Regions from separate parts of the Gasterosteus aculeatus genome. Here regions 1 and 3 are each linked to region 2. A link is a contact called in public Hi-C data. All regions are on one chromosome and are shown on one strand. The core of a region is the stretch at or near the end of the contact, and the rest is flanking DNA. Distances in the headings are between cores, read along the strand shown.

Region 1 (3,629 bases), core at 378-2,877, 35 kb after region 2:
CTTCCTGTAAATGTGACCCGGCGTGGCTTTGAAATCCAAACGGCTGGTTTGTGCTGCTCTCACTCTCAGCTCTTTTGTTTACAATTCCTCTTTTGGAAAACTATTATTCAACCAAGCAAATATGTGCCGTCTGCTTGGCTTGTATATTAAAATCTACCCCTGTGACATCGCGTTTGCTTAAAAGCATCCTACCCCCCCCGGGAGTGTTTGTATAGCTTAGCTTCGGTCACCTGGGCCAGTAATATGTTTTGACTGTCAAGAGTCAGAGTTAGCTCAGGGCGGCGGCGCTGTGTTGCAGGCAAAAACAGGCCCCCGGTTGTCATGCGGGCCACAGGGCTGCTGGGATGGAAAGCCAAAGCCCTGCGGTGAGATCAGCGTGTGGAGGAGGACTATGTTTGAGAATGAGCCCCTGTGGGCTGTTGATGCTGTGCTGAAGCAGCATTGCTCTCATCTAGATGGAGGAAAAACAAATAAAGCCTATAAACTGAAACTAAAAACACATCATTACTGCACACTGCCGTGTTATTTCTGGTTGCCGTCAGTTGCATCACGCACTAAACCAACTGTGCCATTTAGTATTAGGGGAGTTTTCTATCCGAAAAAAAACTAAATGGGCTACCAAGCGGAGGCACGTTATTGAATTTGCACATGTATTTCCCTTAGCCTTTATTGGATTTAAATGATTACATTAGATGTCAAGAGCTGTTCATACCTGAGTTTCTAGCTTTTTCATTTAGTGCAACACTGTGTCACCATTTTATCCAAATCCATTGAAAAAAACGTCTCACAGTATGTAATATCTCATTTTTTGCTTTGAAGATCTTTATTTTCTCCAGTGCTCCTTTTGCATGAAACATTAAAATATGAATTACTCCATTGACACTAAATATTGTCTTTTTCCTTTTTTGGGGGGCACTGTTGTCGTAGTTAGAAGTGTAAGCTTCTATCCGGCTTAGTCGTAGCACTTTCTAAAACCTTTTGAGAGGCAATAGATTCAATATTAAATGTTAAAGCACCAATACAGTGGCTTGACAAATGTGCATGCATGCTTTTCAATTGATTCCATGAAATGCACTCAGGATGAAAAAATACACAGAGAAGAAAATGGCAAATTGTCAGAGACATTTATTATTTTCCTGCTTGACACGTTACAGCATAATTTTACATCAGTCACCAAGGCAAAATCATCATCATATCCAGATAAATGCACATTATCATAACTATAACAATGACCCCAACAATAAACACAGGGCTGGCCTTCAGCGGAAAGCCGCGCCCGCTCTTCACCTGGGTCCCTCTTCTGCTCACCATTGCACACCTTTCCCTCTCACCACTAAGATAATTGTCTTCACTGCCTCGAGCAGGGGGAGGGGGGATCTCTGTGATGAACCCGTACAGATGAAAGAGAGCAACGTGACGACAGGTGGGGGAAAAAAGAGCAAACACGACCTGGCGGGGAGTTTTTAAGCGGTGGCGGCTAAACAAAGGCCCGAAAGCAATGTAAATCCCTCCCTCCTCTGGCGTGGCGGCCGGGCATGCTGCAGCGCCGTCTGTGCTCCTGTGCAGACCAGCTCTGCTGTGGCTGCGGGCTATCAAGGAGGAGCGGTGGGCAGGGTGTGTCTGCGTACCACGGAGGCAGGTGGGCAGATAGCTCTCAGAAGTACAGGGAGGGGAGGAGCGGGAAAGGGGGTGAGGGGTGGGGCGGGGTGGAGGGAGGGAGGCCGAGCAGGTGGCGTGTTGCTCCTGGCTCGCACCCAGCGGCCACGGAGCGCCAGGTTGATATGACAACGCAGCTGACGAAATCAGGCAGACATGTAGTTTAGCCTGTAACCTTTTCAGCTGGAGAGACAAAGACATGCCGCGTGAATGCGGAGGGTTGACTTTGTCCAAACACGTCCTTTCAGGGCTTTTCTCAATATAACCATCTGCCCTTTCTGTGCCTTTATCTCGGTGTCCTTTCTCTGAAACATATAATGTAACATTTGTGTTGCTGTGTACTCTTAACGGTATTTGGGGTGGAAGATATATTGAGATCCTTTTGTTACTTATCAAAAGAAATTATCCATAAAATCACCTTCAATGACTGACATTATTAGGATATATTTTAGATGGGATTCCCGACCAAATAAATATTTTTTTAAAACAAAGACACATGTCTGAATAAAACATTTGAACTTTTGATTGTTTTGTTTTTTTCCTTAAATATTGGCATATTTCTATTTAGAACAATTTCAACTGTTTGGAGGAGAAATGGGAGAAATAGGGGAGGTACAAAAAAACAATAAAACATTAACAAAACATAATACACTTATAAGGAGGAAGTTTGGGGAATCTCTGGTTTAGTTCTTGACAACAAGTTAAATATTTCCCTCAGATAATTTGCAGATTTATGAACATATACGGTGTTGATCGAGGCAACGCTTCCCTCTTGGTCACTTTACAAGACTGCACACACTGTTGTCCAAGATAACTGGAAATGTTTCATCAAAGCTGCCAAGGAGACACTAAGGGTGTGTGTTTATACAGATATGTTGTGTGTTTATAACACAGATGTGTAGATATATATCTGTGTGTATGTATTTAGCGGCATGTTTTGAGAGCAGAACTAGAACAGGCTCGGGGCTAAACAAAGCGCCCGCTGTCATAAGCCATCACGTTCTAATAAGGCATAACCTAGTCCTGGGTGGGCGAGGGAAGCCGCTGTTTTTCTGCTATTTCCATTTATAGACTGCAGCAACGAGCCCCCGGGGAGATTGCTCGCCATGACTCATGTCTCCAGTTCCTCAGGTCCAGACTGCACTCGCTCCCTCCCTTATCATCCCCGAGCGCCGCGGCCTTTTTCTACCCCGTTTACTGGCTCGGTTTATCTCACCTTGCTTATTTTCATTACTAGCACCGCTTGTGCTTTCATTCATACAAGAGAAATCCTTGTAAGCCTCGTCAGAGAAAATGAAAATGCAAAAAAAAAAAAAAGAGAGAGAAAGAGGGAAAGGAGTACAATGGAATACAAAGGAGTGAAGCGCCAGCAACAAGCCAGCCGCCGTAGCTGAAGATGAAAGCGTTAAGCGGGCTGAATCAGGCCCACGTAAATAGTGGCTACAGTGCAGACGGCGGCCATTTCCCAGAATTGTTGTTGTGGTGAAACGGCAGCGTCAATATGGGGGGAAGTCTCTGTCTGCCTTTCCCAGCACGGCAGCCTGCAGGCTTTTTCACTGTCACGTGGCCTGCTTGTCCTATCCCACCCCTTCCTGCCCCTCCTCCTCTTGGTTATATTCCAGTCACGGCAAACCCCATCCTCCCTCCAACACCACCCCCCCCCCCCTCCCTCTCCCCTCTACGCGCCCCTCTGAGCTCCGCCAGGTCACCCGCCTCGTTTGTTCAGATGGAACAGAAGAGGAAATGAAAGCTCTGAATGCAGTTAACCCTTTCCTGGGACTGTGCTCCACTATTATGTGCATTCCTGCTGTGTTTTCCTACCCTGCAGATGATTTGCTTCTATATATCATGAGGCAGTAACCATGTTAGTTATTTTCTACTACGGTATGAGGGAAAAAAACAACTTAATATGCTAAAATTACATGCAAACCTCAGCTGCTCCGAATGCGTTACAGTGACGTGGCTGGGCGAGA
Region 2 (3,343 bases), core at 56-2,555:
CAACGCGGACTGAGGTTTGAGAGAAAGCGGAGATGGGAAACAGTGTGACGGCAGTAAAACCATGTGATTGTCCTCAAGGGGATATTATTGTGATGCATTGTTAGGTTGCCTTGCAGAAAGAATCAAACATGCTGCAACTGCACCAAACGTTACATTCGCTGGGTGTCAACGGAGTTGTTTCCATGTACTCTAAACGGGTGAGGCGGATGAGGGTACGTGACTAAACATCTTGCTTCCTCTTTCCAACGTCACATGGACTTGCACAAACATATCCTGCTTTGTGTCTGCAGGTTACAGACGCATTGCCTCACCCGAAGCCCAAGGCTAAGCTGCAATGAGTTGGAATGAGCCCAGAGAGGGAGGAATCTCAACTACTGGGACACTCCTCCAGTTCAAACATACACTTTTCCTTCAGGGCGGTGGGGCTGTTTTTGTTTTTTTTTAGGCATATGACCTGTTTCTAGTGTCTGTTTTCCCATCATGTCACATTACTCGTTTTAAACCTATAGACTAACACACTTCATTTGAGGTTTGATAGTGAGTTTATTAAAAAAAAAGGGAGAAAGAAAAAAAAAAAGGACTGGCTGATTCATTCCTGTGTAATTTCATTTAGTGGCAGCTTTGCATGACTGACTGCTCAGTGCATGTGGGCAGAGCTATTTTCATGCTGTAACCCTGATCCATTCAAGCTTACAGCGCACTGGCTGGAAATCCCCACCTCATGACAGAGCTTCCTGGTTACTGGCGAACAGAGGCGCCCTTTTTCTCTCTTTAGTCAGTGCGCGTTGAGTTCACGACGGCGGGCAGTAAAACCCTGAAATATTCCCATTAAAAAAACGAACCTGCTGCTTTAACATAACATACATTTCTATAAGATCCCTGCTGGATTGACAGTTGTCGGACCCACCTCCTCCATTGCACAGCGGCAAAGCAGCGCCGCGCGTTGAGAAAAACAAGCCGCAGCGCATAACGCGCAGGACGGAGGACAAAGCGGCGGGTTACTGCGGGCGCTGGCGGCTCCCTCTCCCCCCGGTTTAATTCATCCCCCGGCGGTCTGCCGCCAAAATCACGTTTTTCATTAAAACAAAACAAAACCAAAATATTCTCGCTTGCACGATCGCAGGTATCTGCGGTGCCATGTTTCCTTTTTGTTGTTGTTGCGGATGGGTTATTCCCTTCAGGCGGACGCGGCGGTGACGGCGAACTGGGTGCAGTTCTGGCCGAGGTTCAAGTGATAAAATAAAAATAAATATTAAAAAAAGAAGTGAGTGACAGAGGCTGCGGTATCTGTGTGTGTGTGTGTGTGTGTGTGGCGGGGGGAAGGGGGTGGAGGGGGAGGAAGGGGGAGGAAGGGGGGGCTGTCGAAGAAATCAAGTCAATAGAAACTGAAGTGGAAGCAGGCGTTTAGAGCTCCGCGGTGACGTCACGGCTCCACGTTGGGCCAGTAGTGGCGCGTCGCTGGAGATAGATAGAGGAGCGCCGTAGTAAAGTACACACCGACATCAACGTCTCCCTCTAAAACTTCAACGTCGTCGCTCGAAAAAAGTCGGGACGAGACGCATTTGTGGGGTGTTTTTTTTTTCCTTCTCGACAATCGGAACTTGCTCCTTTTTTTTTTGGGTTGTTGTTGGCTTTTTTAAAAGGGCGCTCCGGAGGAAAGCAGGGGGTAAAAACACATTTTGGGTTCCTTTTTTTTGTTGGAGGGGGGTCGACGACGAGCGCTATGTCGTCCGCGGCGGTCGCTGCGTCTTCCAGGAGGCAGTCGTGTTATTTGTGCGACTTGCCCCGCATGCCGTGGGCCATGATCTGGGATTTTACCGAGCCCGTCTGCAGGGGATGTGTCAACTACGAAGGAGCCGACCGCATCGAGTTCGTCATCGAGACGGCCCGGCAGCTCAAGCGGGCTCACGGCTTCCAGGAGGGCAGGTCTCCCGGTCCCGGGAAGTCGCAGCTCTCCGGCAAGGAGATCCAGGCGATCAACCACGCCGCGGCGGGGGACCCCGGCTCCCGGCCGCCGCAGCCGCTGGACCGCTACCCGCTCTCCTCCGACCGCCCGCCGCGGCTGGGTCCCGAGTACCAGTCCGGCAGGCAGGCGAACGGCATCCCGGTCCCCAATGGATTTCCTAAGCCCGACGAGCCGCCGGAGCTGAACCGCCAGAGCCCCAACCCGCGCAGGAATAGCGCGGTGCCCCCGAATCTAGTGCCTTTGGTTAACGGGAGCATGGCCCCGGCGCACGCGGTCAACGGGCGAGGCGGCCAGATGGGACTCCCCTCCGCGCTGGCGGGCGGCAGCCCCGCCGAGATGGGCAAGAGACCCGCCTCGGTCTCCAGCACCGAGCACGACAGAGACGGGAAGGAGAAGCACAGACCGGACAGCCTCACGCCGGAGCTCTCCGACGGCCACAAAAACCGGGCGGACCAGGACTGGATGAGCAAGGGCAAGACGGTGAGGGACCTGATGGCTCTGCACACGTTCGACAACAGGTTCAAGAAGGACCACGCGGCCATGCAACAAAGGGTTATGGGCTACGAGACCAGCGCCACGTCTTCTAAGTCAGGTGAGCATCCAGACGTGTTGAAATTTAAGGATATTTTCTGTCATTTTTCCCTTTTTTTTGGTGCAAAATTCAATATTGTATTGTATTCGATGACTCGTTCGTGCACACGAACGGGTTAATAACGTGTGAAATGACACATCTAGTAGTAGGTCTGCACAATTCGAGGTGCATACTGCATGCGTTTTGTTGTGCTCGTTATTATTGTTTTGCACCCCGTGGTACAGCCCAAAAAAAAAAAAGGAATTGCACATCTCTCCACTAGTGTAATTATTGAGCAACAGTCTGAGCTGTGCAACTCAACGGCTCTGTTTAACCCTTTCCCACCTCCAGACAGAGGAAAACACCCCCGGAGCATGAAGAGAAAAGCCTCTCCCGAACCAGACGGGGAAGGGACAGCCGCCAAGCTCAACGGAGAAGGACAGCAGTGGTTACCACCGCCTACCGACGGACTGAAAATGCCCCCAGTCCCCCCGCCGAGCTTCGCCTCTCCCCCTTCCACAATATCCCCCCACTCCCGCACCACCCCACCGGAGGTGGCCCAGAACGGCCAGTCCCCCATGGCGGCTCTCATCATGGCTGCAGACAACGCGGGTGGGAACAGCTCTCCCAAGGACGCCAGCCAAGTCCACTCCACCACTCGGAGGAACAGCAACAGTCCCCTGTCGCCGTCCTCCATGAACCAGAGGAGGCTGGCGCAGAGAGATGCGTCCGGCGCGGGTACGCCCCACGTGCCTGGCATGGACCAAGTGCACCCCCAGAGCATTCCGGACTCCTCGGTACCCGGC
Region 3 (3,632 bases), core at 831-3,330, 60 kb after region 2:
TAAGAGTGGCCTTAGAACAATTAGCAGCAGAACAGCGGGCTCAACAAACTCCCGAGTGCCACTCCACAGGGAGAACGACTCGGTCCGGGGCTCTAAAGGGAGTCGGCCAACTTGGCCAGCGGCTTCACTGGGGCGTGAGGCCGGTCATTGTCCTCCAAGGCAGACGCCAGATGGGAGAGCAACGTGCCCAGGTGTCCAGAGGGGCAGTTGCTGAGTGACGATATCTAAATATTAGTAATAATACATATTCATGATTGGAAATTAAAACATCTAATCAAGTCCAGCTGTATCACCGGCGCTAGAAGACCATCTTATACTTTGTGTTTTTGAAAATAGTGACCTGTGGAACAATTATCAAAGTATCAGTGTAAAAATTTGCTCAAGTGCTGTTCTTATTACAATTTTGAGGGGCCTGTATTTCACTTTATCCTTATTTCCATTTTTCTCTGCCTCTATACTTCTCTTCCACTACAACGCGATGACACCGCATAACGTGCGGGGCTCCTCAAGGTCCCATCATGGGACGTCTATGCGCTTCCTTTAGGCCCAACTATACAAACAAACTAGTAATAATAATTAAGCAGATGTCATTACATTTCACTCAACACTCAAGGGTAATAGTGGCACTGCAGGAACTTTGTGTAACTGCATCCAACAAATCAATGACAGTATGAGGCCAAATATTCTCCGACTAAATAAAGATAAGACAGATAACTGACTTTGGAGCGGAGAAAAGACCTCACCTCACTTGACCTCAGCACCCTCTCTCTCATGACAAAAGAGTCAAGGCAGAAATCACTTTGTCTACTTAATACCGTCTTAGTACCATCCCGACAAGAATTAGCTTGATTCAATGAGAACGATCCACCACAGAGAGCGATTCATTTTATTCACAAAAGATCCTCATAGCTAAAAGAGGAAAAGGTGGTTTCAGTAAAGCATGCGATTGAATGATGGAAACAGCTGCCGGCTTCGCCTCATCCATCTAATCCCACCTATTGTGGTGGCCTCTTTCATTCATGGATTGGGACATGTCTCAGCAAGACACGCGCTGCTGCTCTCACCAGTCTTCAGGTGTTTTCATACGAGTCCTCCAAAGAAAGGAGAATCCAGATGAAAGATCAAATCTGTTTTAAGTTCATTTGTATTAAACATACGACCTTAAGTGACCTTTCACGCAAATGCAAAGCCTCAGGCAGGAAATAGAGCGCGTTGGCTCGAGCAGGACACAGATCGTGTGGAGCACCATCCAGAGGGCCGGGCGTGTCAGCGGGTGGGGAAGGCAGAGCAGATAAAACAAATCCTAAAAAGCTCCTGGCAGCGGAATAAAACGGCCCCCAACGGGTGTCTGTCGTGGCTCGGTGTTCAAGCGCTGGCCCCCTTTTTTCTGTTTCTGGCTTTGTTCACGTCCTGGTTTCGCAGCGCTTTCATCTCCCTCCCAGCTTCTCCCATAGGTGCCGGCCAGATAATCACCGACACACAAGAGGAGGAGGCAAATGTGAGTCCACAAACATTACAGACGTAATTCATCCCTGTCGATTCACTTTATTGTTCAATTCAACTGCCAGTTTGATGAGCTTCAGGTAATCAATGCTGCCATCACGCCGCCCACATTTACTGTCACTTAGCATTTAAATTATGCCGTGAAGTCAGCTTGCTTGATCCTGCCAGGGATGGATATTGTAATTTCCAGACTGTAAACACTTCAATATGAAGCTTTTAATAGCGCATGGACTTGAATCCTATCGCATGGCTCCAGTCTGTTGCTGCAGGAGCAGCATCCTTCCTTCTCAATTATTTAGAAGCAAATAAAATTGTTACTTTACTCCCTTTTAGGGGGACTGCGTTTCCTATTTTTAAAACCACAAGTATGATATATTTATGAGAGCAATGAGGAGGACGTTCAGATGTCTGCGTGCTTGTTCTGGAGGGATCCGCGTTGCACTGTGGTTGCAGTGGGCTCAAACTCAACATAACACCCGTCACATATAAAGTCACAAGCTCTGACACCACGTGCGCTGTTTCTGTTCCTCCCCGGTGCAAGATGTCTCCCCATACGTCTCACACGAGCTTCCACTCCAGCGGCGTGATTGCGTCACCTCACGCGTGTCTTTCCGGCGGCCGACCGGTACAACAGCTGGGCCGTCAGAAGGTGTCGTTTCTGCAAAAGAAAAAAAAACGGAAATAACTGGCTGTGAAAGCCTGCAGAGGATCCTCCTGACACGCTGACGCCTCCCCTGCTGCTCTGCTGTGAACTGCTGAACTCCACATGGGCCTGACTCTACACCTTGTTAAAGATTTACCTCTGCCGATGTGCCCTTGACCCTTTGAGGCTGAGAGGTGTGGCGGCGAGTGCACAAAGACTTTTGGACAGTTTGGGGATTTAAGGGGGCAGCAGGCGGTTGACGACTTTTCTGGCTTTGCCAGTTGACGGCGTTGGCAGGCCGTCAAGACAGAGAATGCAATATCACTTGTAGTAAATTACCAGCCCACACAAAGTGACACGAGGCGTCGTAAGTCACGTTGTTCTGACAGCTCCTTCAGCTGCCACGCGGAGCGCAGGTCTGCCAAACAGCCACACACACACACACACACACACACACACACACACACAAACAGATAGGAAAAACAATACTTATTACTTACTTATACTTATTTCTCCAAAGTGTCCAAAGTGACACGTTGTGGTTCAAAGGAGTTACTTTAGGTGTGACTTAAAGATGAATCGGAGAATCTTACTGTTTATGGACATTTGTTAGATCGAGAAGACCAACCGGGACAGCACGCTGTCCATCAGTCTGTCCATCAGTGATAAACAACAACGCCTAATCAAAGACCTCCTGTGGTGTCAAAATATTCGGCTACTCTCAAGAGACAGAGGGAAGTATTTGTGAGTGAATATAAAAAGTGTGAATGAATGTTGTGATGAATGGTTTGACTGACGTTGGGTAACGTTTGCGTACCGTCTCTGATTTACAGGGCATTTGATGTCCACCAGTTGTGATGGAGTGAGTTTTATAGCGGAAATATGTGTGAGAGGGAGATTGAGTCTGCTCTGCTCACTGGAGCTGATTCTGGTGTTTTTCTTTGAATTAGGCCATTTAATATAATCTGTAGGGGGAAGAACAACACTGTCACTGTGTCTGGTGAAACCTTCTTCTGTGGTCCGTCAAGAGTGCGATGTGACATACGCCCAACAAAATCTTCTGCAGGCTGTGGTGACAATACGCATTTGTTTTGCAAAGAAAATATCAGTGTTCATTGAGTCCATGTCCCACAAGTCACTTTCCCTCATTAGAAAGGACACATTTTTGATGGAAGAATGTCAATTCCTCCAAAACTAGTGTAGTGTGCATTACTTCAGTGAAGAGTGGGACCACATTATTCAAACAACATACTTTCAAATTGTATCAAAAACATAACAATTCTTAGTTCTGTGTGATTGAAGAGAATTTAAGTGATGATATCACTCATTTACAGGCTGTAATTCCAAAACACTGAGCTGAAACTATCAATCCATCTTTCCGTGAGCAACGTCTTGCTCCTTATGGTCCTTTTAAACAACACATCTGTCTCGTAAGTGGAGTGGACAGTGGCAGGATGTGGAAGAGAAGAGGTGGAAAGTCCACAGT

Evidence for each region. Hi-C and Micro-C count contacts between places; a contact is called where the count stands out from the background.
Region 1: a Hi-C map of tail fin shows a contact between it and region 2, with 2.0 times the contacts expected there. The contact joins the enhancer-like site here to the promoter of irf2bp2a in region 2. A contact is called at or near these places in 2 of 6 Hi-C or Micro-C datasets (skeletal muscle and tail fin).
Region 3: a Hi-C map of tail fin shows a contact between it and region 2, with 2.4 times the contacts expected there. The contact joins the enhancer-like site here to the promoter of irf2bp2a in region 2. A contact is called at or near these places in 4 of 6 Hi-C or Micro-C datasets (blood and trunk muscle, skeletal muscle, tail fin and 1 more).

What each region holds. Positions count from the first base shown.
Region 1 is chr6:7,616,429-7,620,057 of fGasAcu3.hap1.1, forward strand. No RefSeq gene overlaps it. Among protein-coding and RNA genes, the nearest start is that of irf2bp2a, 35 kb to the left of the region's middle. Within about 2 kb of position 1,628, at least 7 of the 9 cell types and tissues checked have open chromatin away from gene starts, as enhancers often do.
Region 2 is chr6:7,581,930-7,585,272 of fGasAcu3.hap1.1, forward strand. irf2bp2a (interferon regulatory factor 2 binding protein 2a) reads left to right here and starts at 1,306. Exons shown (of 2, transcript XM_040177972.2): 1 at 1,306-2,558; 2 at 2,889-3,343. The coding sequence starts at 1,724.
Region 3 is chr6:7,640,896-7,644,527 of fGasAcu3.hap1.1, forward strand. No RefSeq gene overlaps it. Among protein-coding and RNA genes, the nearest start is that of pkr1, 11 kb to the right of the region's middle. Within about 2 kb of position 2,081, at least 3 of the 9 cell types and tissues checked have open chromatin away from gene starts, as enhancers often do.